Linked DNA regions of Sus scrofa: all the other regions are linked to region 1. Evidence: chromatin contacts called from public promoter capture Hi-C data. All regions are on one chromosome and are shown on one strand. Each heading gives the region's core, a stretch centred on a gene start, on an enhancer-like site or on the middle of the called end of the contact. The rest is flanking DNA. Distances are from core to core; before and after follow the strand shown. Region 1 holds the start of UBXN4 (UBX domain-containing protein 4). Region 2 holds the start of MCM6 (DNA replication licensing factor MCM6). Region 3 holds the start of DARS (aspartate--tRNA ligase, cytoplasmic).

Evidence for each region. Promoter capture Hi-C pulls out the DNA fragments that hold promoters and counts their contacts.
Region 2: a promoter capture Hi-C map of liver shows a contact between it and region 1, with 2.8 times the contacts expected there. The contact joins the promoter of MCM6 here to the promoter of UBXN4 in region 1. A contact is called at or near these places in 1 of 5 promoter capture datasets (liver) and 1 of 2 datasets of contacts at active chromatin or transcription factors (alveolar macrophages).
Region 3: a contact with region 1 is called in a promoter capture Hi-C map of liver, with 4 times the contacts expected there. The contact joins the promoter of DARS here to the promoter of UBXN4 in region 1. A contact is called at or near these places in 1 of 5 promoter capture datasets (liver) and 2 of 47 Hi-C or Micro-C datasets (both in liver).

The regions. Positions count from the first base shown.
Region 1 is chr15:16,205,205-16,208,138 of Sscrofa11.1, forward strand. UBXN4 (UBX domain-containing protein 4) reads right to left here and starts at 1,307. Exons shown (of 13, transcript XM_021074795.1): 1 at 369-1,307.
Region 2 is chr15:15,921,743-15,924,995 of Sscrofa11.1, forward strand. MCM6 (DNA replication licensing factor MCM6) reads left to right here and starts at 1,896. Exons shown (of 17, transcript XM_021075844.1): 1 at 1,896-2,101. The coding sequence starts at 1,995.
Region 3 is chr15:15,809,016-15,812,291 of Sscrofa11.1, forward strand. DARS (aspartate--tRNA ligase, cytoplasmic) reads left to right here and starts at 1,482. Exons shown (of 16, transcript XM_003133266.5): 1 at 1,482-1,727. The coding sequence starts at 1,662.

The DNA of each region.
Region 1 (2,934 bases), core at 57-2,556:
GCTATTATCTATTTTCCCAAGTCATGAGTTAATAATGACCAAACTGCTATTAAACACAAATAGTTGAAATAATACACCTCGAATTAACGGTAGTCACAAACACTGACTTGGTTTACATAATGAGGATCAACAAAACCACAGAAGCATCTGTTTACTGAAAAATAGAAGATTTCAGTAATAAATCCCAGAGCAACTTAGGATAAATGAGTCAGTACACCTGAAACTGCAGCTATGAAACTAGGAAGACAACAAAGATAGCCAAAGCCTCTGTATCTACTTCTTCTAAACAAATGGTTAAAATAAGAAAAAGATTAGATTCTCCACCCCACCCCCCATAACATTGTTTAAAAAGTCAAACCTATAGAGACCTGAAAAGTTTGCGTCTCAGGAACGTGACATCAGGTGGTTTCTCTTTGTGGATTACCTATGACACAGCTTTCTTCCTGGCAGTCCACAACTAGTTACAAACTGCCTGCCTGGCTAATGGCCTGTCTCTCCCCGCACCTCAACACTAATGACAGCGGCTTTAAAGTTTCCCGAAGCGGGTCCTCGGAGACAGAAATCTCCAACGGGGGCGGTGGGGGTCTGTGAGCAACAACTCCGCAGGCGGCCCGGAGTAAGGCTCGGCGGGGAGCTGCGGGGCAGGGCGGGCGAGGGCCTGCTCCGCTCTTCCCCTCGCCCCGCACAGAGAGGTGACGGCGGGGCTAGGCGCGCTCTCCGGACAAGGCCGGGAGAAGCCGGTGGTGGGGGCAAAGCCCGGTGAGCTCCAAACGGACGGGGGAGGCGCTGAGAAGCCAGTCAGCACCGACAGGCCGGGCCCCTCAGCACGAGGACGAAAGGCAGGGGGCTTCTGGGGTTGGACGTAGGCCGGGGCGGGGTGGGGAATGACCCGGCCACATCTCGGGCCCTCGCCTCTTTCACCTGCCACGAACACCACGAAGACCGCGCCGCTCCTCTTGGCTGATGCGATGGCGGCCGGAATGGCGCCCTGAAACCACAGCATCGTTGCCCTCGGGCCCTATCGCTCGTTTGGTGTGTTGTCGCCGCGGTCCCGGAGCTGACCCCGCCCTCTCCGTCCTCGGGCCCCGCGGCCTCCGCAGCCGCAGCTGGTCCGCCCCCCGCCTCCGGCCCCGCACAGGCGCGCAAGCCGGTCAGAGGCCCTCTGGGACGCGCGCAAGCGCGCAGACGAGGAGCGCCCCGCGACACGTGACACCACACGTCGCCGTCGTCTAGGCACCCCGGTGACTTGTCTTGTTGGCAAGTCGGTGGGTGCGCTATCCTACAAGGCCGCAGGCCCGGCAGTCCCGGAAGTGGACGGAGGTAGTAGGAAGGATGACTAGTAGCTAAGGCGCGTCGGCGGCGCCTTCCTAAGGCATGATGGGAATTGTAGGCTTCTTAGGCTAGGTCCCTTTAACTCTGTGGAAAATATAACTGGTTTCTCGCGCACCGCTAAAGGGGCGGTAGTGAGTCACTTCACAATCTATAAAGAGGAGAAGTAGTGCTTCTCGCCGAGAGATGCCATTCTTGGCTTTATTGAGACCTTGAAAGTGGAGGAAATCGTCCCCGCCCTGAGTGGAACCCTGCCTTTGGGACGATGTAATTCTGTATTACTATTAGTGACCATTGTGAGATAGCGTGGGTGTCTCTGGGTAAGGGACTAAGTGGGCTTTGTGGGGATTCACGACAAGGCTTTGATTTCTTTTGATCTTAATTTATCAGCTCAACCTTGAAGAAAAGAACCTTTTGTAATACCATACAGAGTGTGGTACAGGGGAGGTATTGGTTCGATGCAGACCTTGAGTAATTTCCTAGTCATTGGTTAGAGATCGTTTCAAACCTCATAACACTTAGCTATGCTGTTGCCACAGTTGCTTTCTACAGTAAGTTGAAGCCAGAGAATAGATAATGATTTATTTTCCAGCTACTTTTCATTGTACTACAAAAGAAGAATTTTGTTTATGACAATATGTGATAATGTATTATAATCAAGATATGGCACTTTCTGGTAGGTTGTCATTAAAATGAAAACCGATCCATATTTAATACTTTCATGAAAGTATATGGTCTCTAATAACTATTGGCTAAAGGCATGTATGGTTTATTTACAGTTGCATACGCTCTTATATTGTACATTCTACATGACTTAAATTTCTTCTCCAGCAGTACAACCATTTGACAATCTTTGCAGGGCTAAGGAGGGGCTACATCCGAAAATACCCATTTTCTACAAATATTTAACCTAAAAATAGCTAACATTCCAATTTTTATTTACTTTTTTCCAACCAGGCCTCACATATAGTGTTATTATAAACAAACATAATGCTGATTATAGACAGTAATCTTACAGATAGTTGCTGCTTATATAGGACACTGTTGCTCAGGAAGAGTTAGAGTTGATCTTTAACATCAACTTTAAATGGATTCCTTAAAATTCGATTAATGTATATACCCTTGCAGTGGAACGATTAATTATTCCTAGTGTTAGAATTAAATATTAGGAGAGTTCCTGCTGTGGCTCAGCAGTAACAAACCTGACTAGTATCCATGAGGGTGTGGATTTGATCCCTGGGGCTCACTCAGTGAGTTAAGGATCCCATGTTGTCTTGAGCTGTGATGTAGGTCCCAGACATGGCTCGGATCCCATGTTGCTGTGGCTGTGGTGTAGGCCAGCAGCTACAGCTCTGATTCAACTCCTAGCCTGGAAACTTCCATATGCTATGGGTGGGGCCCTAAAAAGACAAAAAAAAAAAAAAAAAAAAAAAAAAAAAAGAGAGAGAGAGAAGAATCATTCATAGCCTTTCACTTATTCATCAATTATGTATTGCTTACCTGCTATGAACTAGGCCCTGTACCTGGCATTGATAAGGAGATGAGGCAAGCAGATGGAGGCCATGTCTTTGTGACTGCATAGTCTAAAAGAGGAAGACAGACCTT
Region 2 (3,253 bases), core at 646-3,145, 280 kb before region 1:
TTTCTTTCTTTCTTTGTTTTTTCTTTGTTTTTTGGTCTTTTTGCCATTTCTAGGGCCGCTCCTGCGGCATATGGAGGTTCCCAGGCTAGGGGTTGAATTGGAGCCATAGCTGCTGGCCTACGCCAAAGCCACAGCAACTCGGGATCCAAGCCGTGTCTGCAACCTACACCACAGCTCACGGCAACGCCGGATCCCCAACTCACTGAGCAAGGCCAGGGATCGAACCTGCAACCTCACGGTTCCTAGTCGGATTCGTTAACCACTGTGCCACAACAGGAACTCCAAGGAAGCCTTTCTAAGGAGAGCAGGCTCAGGCCCACATACACATGGAGGCATGAACTCTGTGGAATATAACACAGAGATGTTTCATAACTCATTCTCCTCTTCTATGGAAGGTACCTCCACAACCCTTGCTTGGAGACCTCATCCACTAATCTGGTTCAGAGATGCATATTTGAAGGGAGAAAGGAGGCCCAATGAGGTGTGGAAGGCTGAGAAGAGCAAGTCCCAAATTACTCAGCAGGCATGGCTGCAAGTCAGTATGAAACTCTGCCTTCTTTTTTTTTTTTTTTTTTGTCTTTTTTTGCTATTTCTTGGGCCGCTCTCGTGGCATATGGAGTTTCCCAGGCTAGGGGTCTAATGGGAGCTACAGCTGCCAGCCTACACCAGAGCCACAGCAACACGGGATCCGGGCCAAGTCTGCGACCTACACCACAGCTCACAGCAATGCCGGGTCCTTAACCCACTGAGCGAGGCCAGGGATTGAACCTTTATCCTCATGGTTCCTAATGGGATTCATTTCTTTTGCACCACAACGTGAACTCCTGTTTTTTTTTTTTTTGTTTTGGTTGTGCCTGAGGCATGCGGAAGTTCCTGGTAAGGGATCAAACCTAAGCCACATTGGTGACAATGCTGAATGAACCCTTAACCACTAGGCCACCAGGAAACTCCTGTGAATAGTGTGTTTGTGTATATGTGTGTGTGTTAAAAGAATTAGCATAGCTTCTGTCACCCTGTTTGGCATTTAAAAAAATAATTTCTTTTAAATGTGCTTTCAAGTCTAAAAAATGGAATAGGTCCAGGTTTCTCTTAATCTCTTGGAGGCCCAGGAAAGAGAACTGGTTGGTGGTACACATTCAGAAGCCATCAGCATCCAGACTTTAGTGAATTGAAAGCATGGAAATTAAGGGGTTGCTTAAGAAAGCTCCTTTATGGGAAAGGAGGGCTCTGGGACCATAACATTTAATGGATTCCCTAAATAGCTGCCTGCAGAGGGTAACCAGGAATGGCTGAAAGAGATAAGAGAAAATCAAATGAAATGAGGTCGGGGAAATATGGCCAAAGAGGGGGGTAAGTAAAATCAGGAGGACGCAAGTCTACAGTGCATTTGAGAGAGGAATTAACCAATAATGTCAAAGATTCTATGATTTTTCCCAGTCAGCTCCAGCCACAATAACTGCCAAATCCTTCCTCTCCCCTCCCCGCGCCAGTACTGCTTATTCGTCTCTTTTAACTCTTCCACGAGGTTTTATCCGGTGGTTTACGGTTTATTTCCTCCAGTTAGACTCAAGCAGGAGGTCTCAAGCAGGACTGAATCTTCATTTTCCTTTTCCTTAAGGTCTTACGCCTTCTGCTCAATTGCTCTCAGTGAGATGATCTGAACATTTGAAAAACCACTGGAACAAACAACCTATCTCTAAACCGGCTCCTAGCAGCCAAACTGCGCAGGCGCAAAGGCAGACTTCCCAGCTTACTCAGGTCTTTGCATTTGGCGCGAAATCTCTGCTACATGGGCGGGGCAAAGGGAAGAGCCGCGCTCATTGGGCAGGCTTGGCGCGAAATCTCTGAGCTCCTGCGCCACGATTGGCTCCGACCTTTCCAGTGGGGGACGAGGGGGCGGGGCGGAGGCGGCGCGCGCAAAGCGGCATCGTCTAGGGAGAAGCTACTCTTGGCGATCGAGCGTGGCGCCGGCGGCTCCTCAGCGCTCGGCAGCCATGGACCTCGCGGCGGCAGCGGAACCGAGCGCCGGCAGCCAGCACTTAGAAGTCCGCGACGAGGTGGCCGAAAAGTGCCAGAAATTGTTCCTAGATTTCTTGGAGGAGTAAGTCGGCGAGCGCCCCTTCCTCGCGGACCTTCACCTCAGGCTCCTCCCGGCTTCCGGAGCCCGGGCGCTGTGGGGGCCGCGAGTGTTCTGGAAATGAGGGGTTGCGCGCCGGGGAGAGCGGCCCACGGGAGGCTTAGCTGGGCTGCTGGAAGGAGCCTGGGTCGGGCCGAGCAGGGCTGGTTTCCAGCGGGTGAAATGCATCTGGAGCCCTTTCTCAAACTCGAGCGGTGCGCAGTGCCCGGTACCGAGCGCGTTAGGCCCACCATTCAGTCCTCACAGACTGAAAGGCTAGTGGTTGCCTAGCCCCGGGTTCCCGGTGCGGACATTGAGGCTGGGTGGGGATGCGTAACTTACCGGTTAGGCCGCACGTCGGCTGGGTGGTGTGGGAGGCCGAAGTGTCCTCGGAATCCTAGTGGGAGCTTGGCTGGGGTCCGCCGAGGGCCTGGCAGCCCTGGAGCTTGTGCAGATCCAAGTGGCGGTGACCTGTTTGGTTGACAGATGTTCCGAGGGGCCGCCCTGCGATGCTTATGTCGTTGAACGCACCCGCCCATCTCTTCCTTTCCTTCCAATCCCTTAAGCCTCACTTTTTTTTTTTTTTTTTTCTGTTACCTTTTTTAGGCCCCAGGCATCTCAGACCCCCTCGCCCTGGCTTACAGCCACTACCATCTGCTACTTTTCTTAGTGCAGATACATCATGGCTCTCCTTGAGGATGAACCCCACTAGCTCCAGGAGAAATAGAAGCACTTTGGAATGTCTTAGAAAATTATTTTTTAAGAATCCTTTTTTTTTTTTTTTTTTTGCTTTTTAGGGCCGCACCTGTGGCATATGGAGGTTCCCAGGCTAGGGGTCGAATCGGAGCTGTAGCCACTGGCCTAGGGCACAGCAATATCAGATCAGAGCCCCTTCTGCAACCTACATCGGCAGCTCACAGCAATGCTGGATTCTTAACTTACTGAGCCAGGCCATGGATGGAACACATAACCTCATGGTTCCTAGCCAGATTCATTTCCCCTGTGCCACATGGAAACTCCAAGAATTCAGTTTTTAAATTTGATCATTTTTTGCATTGGAACTACTCATCGATGACATCCTTGGCCCGAGACTCTTTGTCATAGTCCTAAAAAAATATCATGTGGTTTTACTAATAT
Region 3 (3,276 bases), core at 232-2,731, 400 kb before region 1:
ACATCATTTAATGGCTCTAAGACCATGGGCAAGTTACTCTCTGCCTCAATTTCCCCATATGCAAAAAGATTACAATATTACCTCTCTGGTATAAGAATTAAATGAGTTAGTGTATGTGAAACATACATCTGTAGCCCAGACCTCAGAAAGGCAAAGGTTACCTGGACATTCTCCCCTTGAATGTAATTGAGCCATGATCTTTCTCTTCCTAACCCGCTCTGCCTTGAATATTCTTTAGGCCCCATTTCACCTGGCTGACTCTTCTAGAATTTAGCTGAAGTATCACTTCCTCAGCGAAGTCTGAGGTAAATGCCCTCAAAAAAACTTGCATAGTACTTGGTACCTCTACTTCATACCTGCAATGAGAAGGTAAGCTGAGGGCAGGGACTATGTGTCTCCTCACTATTGTACCCCGGGATCTGAACGTGGTAGCCTCTAGAGCCCTTTCATTTGCATTGGGGTCTATCTGCACTCCTGAACAAGTAAAACTCTGCCACTTTGTCACAGGCTAAGACTAGTAAGGTAGTTAAAACTTGACGGAGTGCAAAGACGGCTAGCAGAGGAGACGGCATTTAACTACGCCCCCAAATTACTTTCAATTGCAATAAGCGGCTTATGAATGACAATTAAAAAAAAAAGCCGAACTATATAGAGATTCATTCATTGGACAAGCAACACTATGCATTGCCTCTAACGATGCAACAGGTCCAGGCAATCAGGCAGTTATGTAGGATTTTTGCCATTGTGCTTAAGCTTCACTTTTTTTTTTTTTTTTTTTTTGTCTTTTTGCCATTTCTTGGGCCGCTCCCACCGCACATGGAGGTTCCCAGGTTAGGGGTCAAATTGGAGCTGCAGCCACCGGCCTACGCCAGAGCCACAGCAACGCAGGATCCGAGCCGCGTCTGTGACCTACACCACAGCTCACGGCAATGCCGGATCCTTAACCCAATGAGCAAGGACAGGGATCGAACCTGCAACCTCATGGTTCCTAGTCAGATTCGTTAACCACTGGGCCACGATGGGAACTCCAGTTTCACTTTTAACTTGGGTACCAGTACCCAATCCTACCTTAGCAAGCCAACTGCCTATAACCCAGTACACAGAGCAGCTTTTTGAGAAGAGGTCTCCCATGAGTCCAGGCACCTATACTCCCGCTGGACAGTGTTGGAGGCGGATAAGTCCATGAGAGGAAAAGTCGTATCTCGAGTTGGGTGGATGTTTTGGTGAACAGTCTGCAGTTAAAGCCAAGAAGAGTAAGTAGGGCAGAAAAGACGACACAGTAAAGGCTGTAGTTGGGATAGGCCTGAAAAGCGAAAAGACTCAAGTTTGTGCCAACTAAGGCTTTGAGACTCCTCTACTCAAGAATCATTCCCGCGAGACTATAACGAATTCCCGGGGATTCCCAACACCCATAAGGGCGGGGCAAGAAGACGACACTGGAGCGCGCTATCAGCCTCCCAGCGCTCCAAGATCTCGAGAGAGTTGCAGTTCTCGCGATCTTTCCGCAGCCGACCCTCCACGCGGAGTACGAACGTGTGTGCTGTGACTGGAGTGCAGGGAGGGCGGAGACTGCGGGAGGGAGAAGCCCCTTTGGCCTGCCCTACGGAAGCCTGCGAGGGAGGGTGGTGATCGCTTCCCTGTCCAGTTGTCCATTTGTCCAGATGCCCAGCGCCAGCGCCAGCCGCAAGAGTCAGGAGAAGCCGCGGGACATCATGGACGCGGCGGAAGTGGGTTTTCTTTCCCGGGCCTGGGAGCGCAGGACCCCCCCCCCGCCCCGGGCGGGACCGCGCGGAGGGAGGGAGTAGGGATAGCGGGGCTTTGACTTCTGGATCCCTATCGGCACTTTGACTACAGGCCGCATGCCTGAGGTTCGCGCTCTTAGAACGCTCACCGGGCCTCCAAGGTCCTTGTCTGAGCAACGTGGCCAGAGGCACTACGGATCGCATTTCTCACTGCGGCGCCTAGGAGGCCTGGCCTAGGAGAAGCGTGTCGCTGGGCTGGGGTGGACTTAAAGTACCAAGTGCCCCGGAAGTAGGAGCGGCGAGGTCACTTAAACCTCCCTGGGTTAGGCACGTCCTTCACGTAATCCGTCTCTTTCCCCGGAAAATTTTAATGTCCACTGATAATCGATTTTCGCACAGCTCGTGTGTTCCTAATGTGTTTCAAGTTATGACAGTACTTAGTAAAACGATCTGCCAAAATGTTTAATGGCCGTTTTCCATGCGACAGCCTTAGAGAACACTTGTCATTTTTAAAATTTCCTTTTTTTCTCTTAAGTAACCCATGAAATAGGTAGGGAAGTTTGCAGAGAATGCATTTGAGATGAAGTGCCCCCAAAATCATCTGTGGTCCTTCAGTGCTATCTGGAAATGAAAGTTTTGAAACCTACAAGTTAATGCGTGCTGTTGGTAAAACCGAGATCCCTATCTGGCTCCTAATTTTTCTGTTGAGGAAATATGAATTTATCGTAAACTACCTAAGGAATAGGTTATCTTAAGACTGTTAGATGGAATAAGGTTTGCTGAAGTATGAACGGTATTAATAAGTGACCTCTTATTTTCTTTTCACATGCTGTAACTTATTTATGCTGCGGTCTTGCTACATTGTATGACTATCTTTTTATTAGGACTGAATATCTTTAAGGTGTATTTTTTGTTATTTGCCAAAAACAAACAAAAAAACTTTAGTAAGCACCTTAATACATTGTTTGGTTTGTTTTAGTATAAACACAAAATCTTACATCCTTCAGGTCTAATGAAGATGAGAATTCCAGCAGACAGCTATAGTGGCAGAAACTGTTTCATCCACATCTTAAGTTACCTTCTAAAATTTAAGGAATCTACTTTTGTGTATTCTGGACCTGATTGTCTATATAAACTAGCAGTGCACTTTTGCAGATAGTGTAAGTCTAGTTATGAGGTAGCCATTGTGACAGAGTTATGTCATTTTTATAGCTAGAAGGGTCTTAGAGATCATTTAATAAAGTGAGATTGAAATAAAAGGCCACTTACTAATTTAATAAGTATAGTTTGTTAAAAATAATAGTCTGAACTCTAGGTCTCCCTTCTCTTGTTCCTGACTTAAAATCTGTAACAATTTTGGTGTCATATTGTCAGTGACAAAAAGAAAGTTGTACTTAGGTTATAGCCAACATCTCTGATTTTTGAAAACTGGACATCTGGTGCTCCGAAAGCTTACCCCTAAATGTTGGTTCTCTTTCAACATCTCTTCCTATAATAAGAAGTAAGAAGTAAATAAAACTGTGGTACCTCATCC